3 separate regions of the Sus scrofa genome follow, and all the other regions are linked to region 2. A link is a contact called in public Hi-C and HiChIP or PLAC-seq data. All regions are on one chromosome and are shown on one strand. The core of a region is the stretch at or near the end of the contact, and the rest is flanking DNA. Distances in the headings are between cores, read along the strand shown.

Region 1 (3,468 bases), core at 905-3,404, 360 kb before region 2:
TTTAGACTCTCTCTCCCCATTGCTGAGTGGGGTCTGCAGTGGGTCTGATGTTCTCAAGCCCGCTTCCCCTAGAGAACGGACACACAGATACACTGTGCACCCAGGTGTCCATGTTATGGAAGCCATTCTAACTCCCTAGAGAATGAGATCCGTCCCCTGCCCTGTTCGTGTTTTACTCTGGATTCTGGCTGGAACAGTATTGTGCCTGGGTTCCGCACCTCCTTAATGCCAGTTCTTTCCTTCTTACCTCTCCATTGCTAATTCCTGGCCTATGGGAGACTTTGCTATTTCTTCAGTAGCTGGCTGGTCCCTAGCCTTGTAAATTTGGCACCTAGTAGTCCTTTGTGAGTACTTGTGGAATGAAAGAATATAATGAATATTGTGTGCAAGGTCAGTAGGTTACCAGCTTATTGTCTTCCTTTCTCCTTCTAAAGCGAAACAATTGGATATATATGTTTTATTTTATTTTGTTCATTTTAAAGTCTTGTTTGGAAGACTATAAATAAATAGCATCCTCTTAAAAGCACAACCATAACCCACATACTTTTTTTCTTTTTTTTTTTCTTTTTTTTTTTTTTTTTAAGGCTGCACCTGCGGCATATGGAAGTTCCTGGGCTAGGGGTGGAATTGGAGCTGCAGCTGCGGTCTACACCACAGCCATGGCAACACTGGATTGGAGCTGCATCTGCGACCTATGCTTCAGCTTGCAGCAACACAGGATCCTTAACACACTGAGCGAGGCCACAGATCGAGCCAGCCAGCATCATTCAGGCTCTCAGCCCACTGAGCCACCATGGGAACTCTCATGCTTTTAAGGTAACAAATGTTAAACCTGACAATTGAGGAAAATTTGGAAAAATATAGAAAAGTAGAAGATACAGAAAAAAATTCTCATTTATAATTCTACTATCTAGAGCAAAAGCTGTTAACCTTGTGGCACATTTATTTCCTCTTTCCTGTGCAATTTTTTAAATGTAAATTTTATTTAATGTATTTTAGACTAAATTTTCATAATTTTGCTGAGTATGAGTCAGCTATTTCATCCCTATACCTACACTCTAAAAGTAATTATATCAAAATTGTCTCACAAACAACTTCTTGATTATTATGGGACATTTTACATGTGTTAATTTTCATCAGTTTCATAACAATGCTTTATGGTATAATGGACTATAAAATACTTTCACATGCATGATGTGATTTCATTCTTGAAATAGCCCTGGAAAGTAAGAATCATTACCTTTAACTTATGGATAAAAATCGTTAACTTATATAACTGAAATCCTCCTTTTTTTTTTTTCTTTTTAGGGCCACACCCTCCACATATGGAAGTTCCCAGGCTAGGGGTTGAATTGGAGCTGCAGCTGCTGGCCTACACCACAGCCACAGCAATGCAGAATCCGAGCCACATCTGCCACCTACACCATAGCTCACGGCAAAGCCAGATCCCCCACCCACTGAGCGAGGCCGGGGATTGAACCCACATCTTCATGGATACTAGTCAGATTCATTTCTGCTGTGCCACAACGGGAACTCCCTGAAATCCCTTTTTATTGCAGAAAGAACCTAAGATGATTGTTTTTATGGGTGACGAATCTCAGGATTGGGGAAGCAAGGAACTTGCTTAAGATCATACAGATGATGGTAATAATCAGACTGAGTCCTTCCTCTGTCCTTTTGGCCTCTGTGGCTCATTCAAATGCCATATCTTTGTATGGTAGCCTAATTTGCCTATTTCACGGAAGAGGAAACAGAGCTTAAGTGCCCAAAGTCACATAGCCAACATGTGGCTCAGCTAATAGATACCAAAAATAGTGCTTGACATAGGGCTAACTTCCCGGTGCTCCTCCTGCCACAAGAGGCTGTGCCTGCTGCTCAGGTGTTCGAGAATTACAAAGCAAAGGCTGAAAACACTGCTGCTTTGAATGTTCTTTTTAATTAATGGGGAAGATATCACAAGGACATACCAATAAAAATTCTATTTAGCTATTCTCTTTTTCATATCAGAGATAACATCTACACTTTGCGTTTATCATAGTTCCTTTGAATTTTCACAAAATAAATAATCATCAATTTTTTTGTTAATTTTTAGCCCCACATGTTAAAAGTCAGTCCAGTATTCACAAAATGAGATCCTTTTCCTTCCCAGCTTGAGCTGGCAACAGTCACTTTATCAAAGCAGAACAAACAGGAAATGTGGGAGAGTGAAAAGAAAAACAACACTTCTAGGACTCCTTAGAATTCTCTAAGCAATATTAAGCTCTGAAGAAGTTGAGCAAAATATTCTATTTTTAATACGAATATGTAAAAGTACTTGCTTTCTTTTCTTGGTCACTGGCTGAGCCAGGAAGGGGGCCATCAGGTTCATCTGGCTGTTCCTCAGCAGTCAGGGAGGCACTTTTGTTTACATCTGTATCTAGGCAACCAGAATGCTGAATCAGATCAGGAACTATGGCAAGCGAATTTTTGCAGTGCGGGCAATTTTTAAATATTTTTTAATTGAGGGAAGTTGCTGTACATAACAATGAAGTTTAAGGGGAAGCTTCCGATTTGCTTTTACCCTCCTCCCACCTTAATTCTCTCCCAAGTCCCCAAGACATGTACAGTCAGCTAGAATAGCTTAGGAAATTTGTGGAGAGGCACTCATTTAGATCAAACTGTTCTAAAACAACAGGAAGTGATTTTTCACTCTACTGTGCCTGAGCCATTCAAGGGTCTTCTTTGGGATTTATTACCTTGTTTTTATGTAATAATAAATATATGTAGGATAGCAAAGTATGAGAGATTTAGAGATCTTGAATAATCCATGAGATAAATACCTGAACTCATGATGCTTGACTTCCTGACTTTATTTTTTGTCGATTGGATTTTTTGGATAGGGAGTAGAGATGTTTAAAATTTTCTCTCTCGGAAAGCCAAAGTACTAAGGAAACTTGATCGCATCCTGACTAAAGTCTTCTTGTTCCTGGGGCATCTTCCTGGCATGGCCCAGCAGCATTGTGACTGCAGGAAGGATCTGTGATGTCAATGAGGTTGGCTCTCATACTTTAGGTCTGTGGGTCCCTGGATTAGGAGCTTCAAGTGTTTTCCTTAATGTTCATTTTTGTAAAAACCACTAGGTCCTTCACCTCACTGTCTCACTGGGTGAGGAAATGGTTATTTTTATACCATTTTATACCTTTCCACTGATTTCACCTTCACAGTTTGATTAGAGACCAGTTTCCCTCAAATTAGACAAAGAAAATGAGAGGCTGCCGTACTTCCCATATTCCTCCAAGCATGAGTGAAGGCAGCTAACTCTTCTAGGCCACTAAGTGGAGTATCACAAAGAATGCAGCTAGGGCAGGTGGGTGGGTGAACTTGAGGCTCACAGAAGAAATTTGCTTCATTCGTTTGGCTTGTTTCAAAAAGATTGAATTGTTTCAGCTCTGAAATATTTTCCTGAGTTTTAAAATTATAATTTGCATA
Region 2 (3,434 bases), core at 5-2,504:
GCTTTTACATGGCAAAGGAAACTGTAAACAAGATGAAAAGATAATCTATGGACTGGGAGAAAATATTTGCAAACAAGGCTATAGAAAAGGGATTAATTTCTAAAATATATAAACAGCTCACACAACTTAATGTCAAAAAAGAATACAACCCAATCAAAAAGTGAGCAGAAAAGACCTAAATAGACATTTTCCCAAAGAAGATACACAGATGGCCAATAGGTACATGAAAATTTGCTCAGCATTGCTAATTATTACAGAAATACAAATTAAAACAGCAGTGAGGTTATCACCTCATACTGGTCATCAAAAAAGTCAAATAATAACTGCTGTATAGAGAAAAGGGAGCCCAGCTACACTGGTTGGTGGGAATAAACTGTTGGAGCTGCTATGGAGAATAATATGGGAGTTCCTTAAAAAACTAAAAATAAAGTTACCATATGATCTAGCAATCCCACTCCTGGTCATATATCTGGACCAAACTCTAATTCAAAAAGATATATGCATCCTAGTGTTCATAGTAGCACTGTGTACAATAGCTAAGACATGGAAGCAACCTAAACGTCCATTGATAGAGGAATCAATAAGGAAGATGTGATGCATGGAATAGAAAATTATTCACCTGTAAGAAGGAATAAAATAATGCCATTTGCAGCAACATGGATGGACCTAGAGATTATCTTAGTAAGTCAAATAGAGAAAATAAAACAGAGAAAGACAAATATCATATGATACTGCTTATATATGGACTCTACAAAAAGATTCAAATGAACTTGTTTACAACACAAATAGACTCACAGACATAGAAAACAAAATTCTGGCTACCAAAAGGGATAGCAGGGGTGGAGAGGAGATAAGTTAGCAGTTTGGGATTAACATATACACACTGCTATATATAAACAGGTAAACAAGAGTGATCTACCATATGGGACAGGGAACTATATTCAATATCTTATAATAACCTATAATAGAAAAGAATCTGAAAAAGACTATATACGTATGTATATATAACTGAATCCCTTTACTGTATACCTGAAACTAATACAGCATTGTAAGTTAACTCTACTTCAATTAAAAATGGTTTAAATTTAAAAAAAAAAAACCCACTACAGGAAGCAAATATGCTTATCAGCCCACTTATCAAAAAAAAAAAAAGTGAAAAGATCCAGAAGTTGCATATGTCACTTCTGCTCACATTACCAGCATGAAGTTGACCTCATGACCATACCCGTTGCTTGTAAAGTAAGAACTTCTCTAACAGAATAATCACAGTCTTGCTAAATTCACAGAGATGCTATTACCAAAAGGAAAAGAGGAAACGGATGTAGGGGTTCAATCTGCCATGGAAGCCAAACTAGGATCAGAAGCTCTCTGTAGTAAAAGATAATAAAAATACACAAAGATGCGTACAAAATCTCCTGGACCAGGAGAGGCTTTGAATACTGACCCTCGGCTGGAGGTCTGGGGCCTGGGTTACCTACAGCAGTGCAGAAGGCAGAGTGAAATGTAGTCCAGGAAGAATCAGGTGACCTGATTTATATTTGACAGAGAGAACTCTGGCAGCATTTGGAGGATAGATTTGAAAGGAAGCAGGAAGACCAAGCAGAAGTCTCTTAGAATACTCTCCATAAGGAATGACGAGGCAGTGGTGGCTGAGATGCTTTCAAGAAATAGTTTAAGAATTAGAATCAGGGAGCTTCAGAACACTTATCAGATGAGGTAGCTGAACAGTGGTTGCATGTGGAGTTTTCATGAGAATTCAAAAGATTTAGGAATCTTTATCAGTTAGGACAGACTGAACTGCTATTGCAGATACACCCCAAATTATTTAATGGCTCAAATGTAATAGAAGTTTATTTCTAACCCATATAATAGTCTAAGGCATGTGCTTCTGGTTGGCAGATAGCTCTCCTCCACACAGTGATTTGGGAAATCAGGCTCCTTACACCTCAAATTACTTTTAATCTGCTGTTTGCCACATTTGGTTCCCTGGCATATATAGCAACAGAAATAATACAGTTGTTGAGTTTATAACAACTCTAAATTGAAAGAAATGAAGCAAAATAAGAACAAACAGATTATAGAAATATCCATGGGGGAAACTTTCTGTGATAAAAGGAGTATGTTCTGATTTTGAGCAGCATTCCATTGGGGTTTCAGAAATTGAAATATTGCTACTCAAGTTCCGCTTATTTTCTACAAATTTAACTTTGTTTTCCTAGGACCTTGATGACAATTTCCTAGCTACACATAATCAGCAAATGATGTTGTGCTCCATTTTTAAAAATTGTATTCATTATTTACACTGAAAGAAGACAGATGTAATAAATTTAGAAATATTTCCTTCAAACGTATCAATATAACTGGTGTTGGTATTTAATACAGTAATTTTTAGTTTCTTGAAAAATGCATTTGCGTGGAATGGCTCATTCATTCTCTGTCAAGGGCATGAAGTGAAATCTTTTCAGACATCCTTGACTCTCCTTAGAGAAATTTGAGAAGTCCCTTCATTTTAAAGGTTAAAAACTTATAGATAAGAGCAGTTAAATGACTTTTCTAAGACCGCATGGCCTATAAGAGGCACAGTTGACTCTGGTTGATATTCTTTCCACCCCAGGACTACTGTCAGCAGTGTCACAGAATCCAGAAAGAAAATTTCAGTCAGTGGAGTTAACAGCCCTCAATGTGACCTACAGATGGAAGGAAGGGGCTGTAGTCTAAGAAAAGGCTACTGAAACCAGTGATTAAAAGTTACTGGTGGGAGTTCCCCTTGTTGCTCAGTCGGCTACAAACCCAACTAGTATCCATGAGGATGTGGTTAGGTCCATCGCCTTGCTCAATGGGTTAAGGATCCTTTGTTGCCATGAGCTGTGATGTAGGCCAGCGGCTGTAGCTGTGATCAAACCCTAGCCAGGGAACTTGCATATGCCGCAAGTTTGGCCTAAAAAGCCAAAAAAAAAAAAAAAAAAAATCACTGGTGACCCTCAAGGCAATAGACTCAGAAAAGTATTAAGATAGCCAGCAGAAAAAAGATTGAGAGTATAGATATCTAGAGTAAAATTTTCTAATATTCTGTTGTTTTTTTTAAAATAGGAAAATTGTACTTAAAATGTTTTCTAAAAATGTATATTTGATTTTGTTGGGTTAGGATAACTATAAAAACATAGTCACATATTCTAGATGAATTCCAGAGACAATTGTTTCTTTTTAGGTAAAAAACATATTTATATGATGAGGCCTATAAGTAGTACCTCTGCAGTCCATGCATTGATTGCTAGTCACAGATGGGGGTTCCTGGGGGGTCGGGGGAGCAGGGCCCTTTGGAAAGAATGACAGATGACATCCAGAACAATCATCCCCATCAGGGTTACTCTGATGCCACAGATTAATATATAATTAATATTCAAAATTAAAGCGGTATTGGTCTAAATCAGTGT
Region 3 (3,378 bases), core at 375-2,874, 510 kb before region 2:
CTTCCCGGAAAGTTTCTTTAGGGGGATAAAGGACTGATTGAGACAATGTTTATTGATTTATTATGTGCCAGGCACCGTGAAAGATCTAGAGATATGACGGTGAATAAAAACAGAGTCCCTGTCCTCATGAAGCTTACAGTCTAGTGGGGAAGGCAAAAAACATACTCATAAATAAACCAAGAATAATTACAAATTATTGTGATAGGTGTTTTGAAAAAAACCTAAGATACAGAATAAGAAGGGAGACCTACTTTCATAGAGTGAACTGGGGAGGCTTCTTTAGGAAGTGAGACCTAAAGAATGATAAAGATCAGCCATTCAAAATAATTTAAGGGGCATGTAAAGTGTTCTGCAAGACATACATGGGGATAACAATTAGGCAGCTAGATAAATGAGCCTGGATATTAGAAGAGATGTTTGGGTTGGAGATAATGCATAGTGGAATGGAATTGGGAATTAAAGAATTCTTCTTGGAAGGAGCAAAAAAAAAAAAGTCTTTCTTTTTTCTAAGTATCATTGACATTATAATTTTAGACATACGAGCATTGTGTTTCAGCAAGAAAGGATGAAACTGAGGTAATTGTTCATCTTTTGATAAACCTCTTTTAATACAAATATGGGGCTTTCAGAAATATCCCTTTAAAGTTTCTTATCAAAGGAATATTGATAGACTATAAAAGACTGGAGTCCTTTTTTCTTTTTTAAGCTGTGTGTTCCAACTTTGCCTTTAAAGATAAGAAAATTAGACTTTCTATTTCCCCTCCCCCAAAATGTGTCTTTTTGATTATCACATCTTGGTGGTGTGAATTGGTGTCTGATTGTGGTTTTGACTTGCATTTCCCTAATGATTTTATATGTTGATCCTATATCCTATAGCTTTGCTAGACTTATTGGTTCTAAAAGTTTGGTGTGGATTCCCTAGGATTTTCTTTGTACAAGATCGTTACCTATAAATAGAAAACTTCATACTTTATGACGTTGATCACTGACTGGAAAGCTAACAGGCTTTTATGATGATGCAGAAAGTTATTTTCCCCCACAACTGAATCAAGCGGGTGTATGGATGGAAAGTTTACTAGTGGTAAGATAATTTAGTGGGTCGTAGCCAGCAATTAAAACTTTTTTTGTAAAGATGCTAATCGGAGTGCGTTTTATTTACTGTGTTATATGCATATTTATGTGGTGCACGTACTTTGTGTACGGGGCCTCAAAACGTTTCTTACTTTGCATCGGGGTATAAAGCTTGTTTGAAAGTCTCAGATTCTGCTCCCCAAAGCCTGCAGCACAGGAAGGGCTGTGGGCCGGTGGAGGGAGTGTAGCGTGGCACCCCCTCCCCTGCCTCTCGGTACTTACGAAGGAGTCGCTCACGACTAGCACCACGTTAGGCGCATCTGGCCAAGCCTGAACTGCTCCCTGCCTCAGCCCACCTGCCCCAGGAACTGGTGCTGCCAGGGCCGAGGTGGCAACCACCGACACCCACAGCAGCAGCATTTCAGCGCGCTGTTCTGAGAGCGGGGCCGCTGGGTCCGCCCCTGCCTCTGGGAACTCGCTTGGGTGAGGACGAGGGCGGGGATCCCATAGAGCGCAGTTCGGCTTCCTCCAAGCTTCATTGGCAGAACTACAACTCCCATCAGGCTTGGAATGAGCACATGCGCAAAGTAGGTGTTCCCTTATTCCCCCCCAACTCACGTTAAGACCTTTTAATCAAACACTGAGCGAACCGAAATCCAGCTACTTCCAGTCACATGAGCCATGCCTGGGAAGTGCGCCTGCGCTCTGGCTCCACACAGAGCTTCTGTAGGAGAATCATTGCCCAGGTGGGTTTTGGTTGATCTAGCTTTCTGCAGAGTTGGCTACTGTAGGCAATTGAAATGATACCTACAGAGAGAAAGGGACAGGTGCCGAGGCTGCTCTTTTTGCGCGGAGCAATCATGACAGAGTGTTAGGTGAGACCGTGAACGGGGCGATGATGAGGTGGCGGTCACTTAAATTGGATTGGGTGGTTCTTTGTGGGGCCTCTGTCTGGACCGCCTAAGCTACCATATGGCCACTCTGTGGTCCCCTCGAATACCTTCCTCTCAAGCATATTTATAGATTGCCTCATCCTATTTCCCGCTTTGCTCGTACGGTAAGGATTTATTATGCTCCGTTGAAGTGAGGAGCGGGGCCTAGTAAGAAAAGTTTCGGCTCTAGGTGGGGATAAGCTTGGGTGCGCCTTGCCTTCAGAGTGCAAAGGAGGGAAGCTGAACGGGTTTTCGGGGGAAGAAATGTTGGGCTATGTGACGTGTTCGATTAACTGACGTAGGTTCAGAATTCCATTGTTTTGCTGCCGTGGTTTTGAAGAAATCACTGGTCCTTTTGACTCTTGGACTTCTTTGGAGAAATCTGGAAGAAGCAAATTTATGTCCCAGAGCCAAATTCCTGATTTCATTATTACAGTTTCAGGTATGTAATTAGTGTGTCCTGTTTGTCGTTTTAATGTTTTGACAAGAAAAGGAGGAATCGTAGTGTTTATTTACATAAAGTCAACTTTTAATGCTAATATCTGACTTTTTTGCGTAAAATAATTGGAAAAAGGGACAGAAGTTATTTAATACTCACATGACACTTATTATGTGCTGATCATTATACCGAGCATTTATTGAGTACTTAATGTGTGCATGGTACTTGTACATGGAATATTTTGTGTAATCCTCATTTTCACCATTTTTTTTTTTTCAGATAGGAAAACTGAGACTTGGACAGGTTAAATGACTTGTCCAAGGTTACACGGGGAGCCATTCTGAGTAGGAGTTGAATTTGAGTAGTCCATGCCCTAACTTATTGCAGTGGTCTGTCTCTGATTGCAAAATGTCATGGCATTCTAGAGAACTTACTCTCTGTTAGCCAAGTAGCCTTGTTAATAAAGCAGATCTGTGGGAGCATACAAGTATATGTAAAAGGAACTCACATTCTAGGGGAAAAAAGTGAAGTAATAATACAGCCTGAAAGGTAATACGCATAGGCTCTTTCATGAACAGGATGTTTCAAATATCTGTTTTGAGTTAATTTGGACTCTAAAACACATTTTCCCATAGAGACAGTGTTGACTGACATTTAGATTCATAAAAAATATATTTAATTTTAGCTATGGTGTAGTATTGATTTTGTAAATTGTTTACTCTCTGACCTTGTTTTCACAGGCTGTGTATTCTGAATTCCTGGTCAGGATGACAGAGACACATCTTTTTGCTCCTCTCTCTCCCCTCGGCAGTGTCAGTGGGAGCACATGCTCAGTGGGTTGGAGCAAGGTGGTATTTTAGGGCCCCAGACATATTGTGTTGCAAGATCTAAGAGACTTCTAGCTAGTCGTACTTCTCCTCTGGAATTCAGTTTGTC

The links. A called contact is a pair of places that touch in the nucleus more often than the background predicts. HiChIP or PLAC-seq counts read pairs in DNA pulled down with a chosen protein or histone mark.
Region 1: a contact with region 2 is called in an H3K27ac HiChIP or PLAC-seq map of alveolar macrophages. The contact joins two enhancer-like sites. A contact is called at or near these places in 6 of 47 Hi-C or Micro-C datasets (embryonic fibroblasts, epiblast stem cells, heart right ventricle and 3 more) and 1 of 2 datasets of contacts at active chromatin or transcription factors (alveolar macrophages).
Region 3: a contact with region 2 is called in a Hi-C map of alveolar macrophages, with 2.0 times the contacts expected there. The contact joins the promoter of ARSK here to the enhancer-like site in region 2. A contact is called at or near these places in 1 of 5 promoter capture datasets (fetal skeletal muscle) and 9 of 47 Hi-C or Micro-C datasets (alveolar macrophages, embryonic fibroblasts, epiblast stem cells and 6 more).

Annotation. Positions count from the first base shown.
Region 1 is chr2:102,008,932-102,012,399 of Sscrofa11.1, reverse strand. It overlaps FAM81B (protein FAM81B), which reads right to left. Exons shown (of 10, transcript XM_021085152.1): 2 at 2,319-2,432. Among named protein-coding and RNA genes, the nearest start is that of FAM81B, 5.1 kb to the right of the region's middle. Within about 2 kb of position 2,154, at least 25 of the 83 cell types and tissues checked have an H3K27ac peak or open chromatin away from gene starts, as enhancers often do. A contact at or near this core is called in alveolar macrophages, where this site is marked.
Region 2 is chr2:101,652,666-101,656,099 of Sscrofa11.1, reverse strand. All of the region lies in intron 2 of MCTP1 (multiple C2 and transmembrane domain-containing protein 1), which reads left to right. Among named protein-coding and RNA genes, the nearest start is that of MCTP1, 270 kb to the left of the region's middle. Within about 2 kb of position 1,254, at least 2 of the 83 cell types and tissues checked have an H3K27ac peak or open chromatin away from gene starts, as enhancers often do. A contact at or near this core is called in alveolar macrophages, where this site is marked.
Region 3 is chr2:102,162,335-102,165,712 of Sscrofa11.1, reverse strand. It overlaps ARSK (arylsulfatase K), which reads right to left and starts at 1,624. Exons shown (of 8, transcript XM_003354206.5): 1 at 1,354-1,624. The coding sequence starts at 1,491. TTC37 (tetratricopeptide repeat protein 37) reads left to right here and starts at 1,693. Exons shown (of 43, transcript XM_021084546.1): 1 at 1,693-1,817; 2 at 2,306-2,445.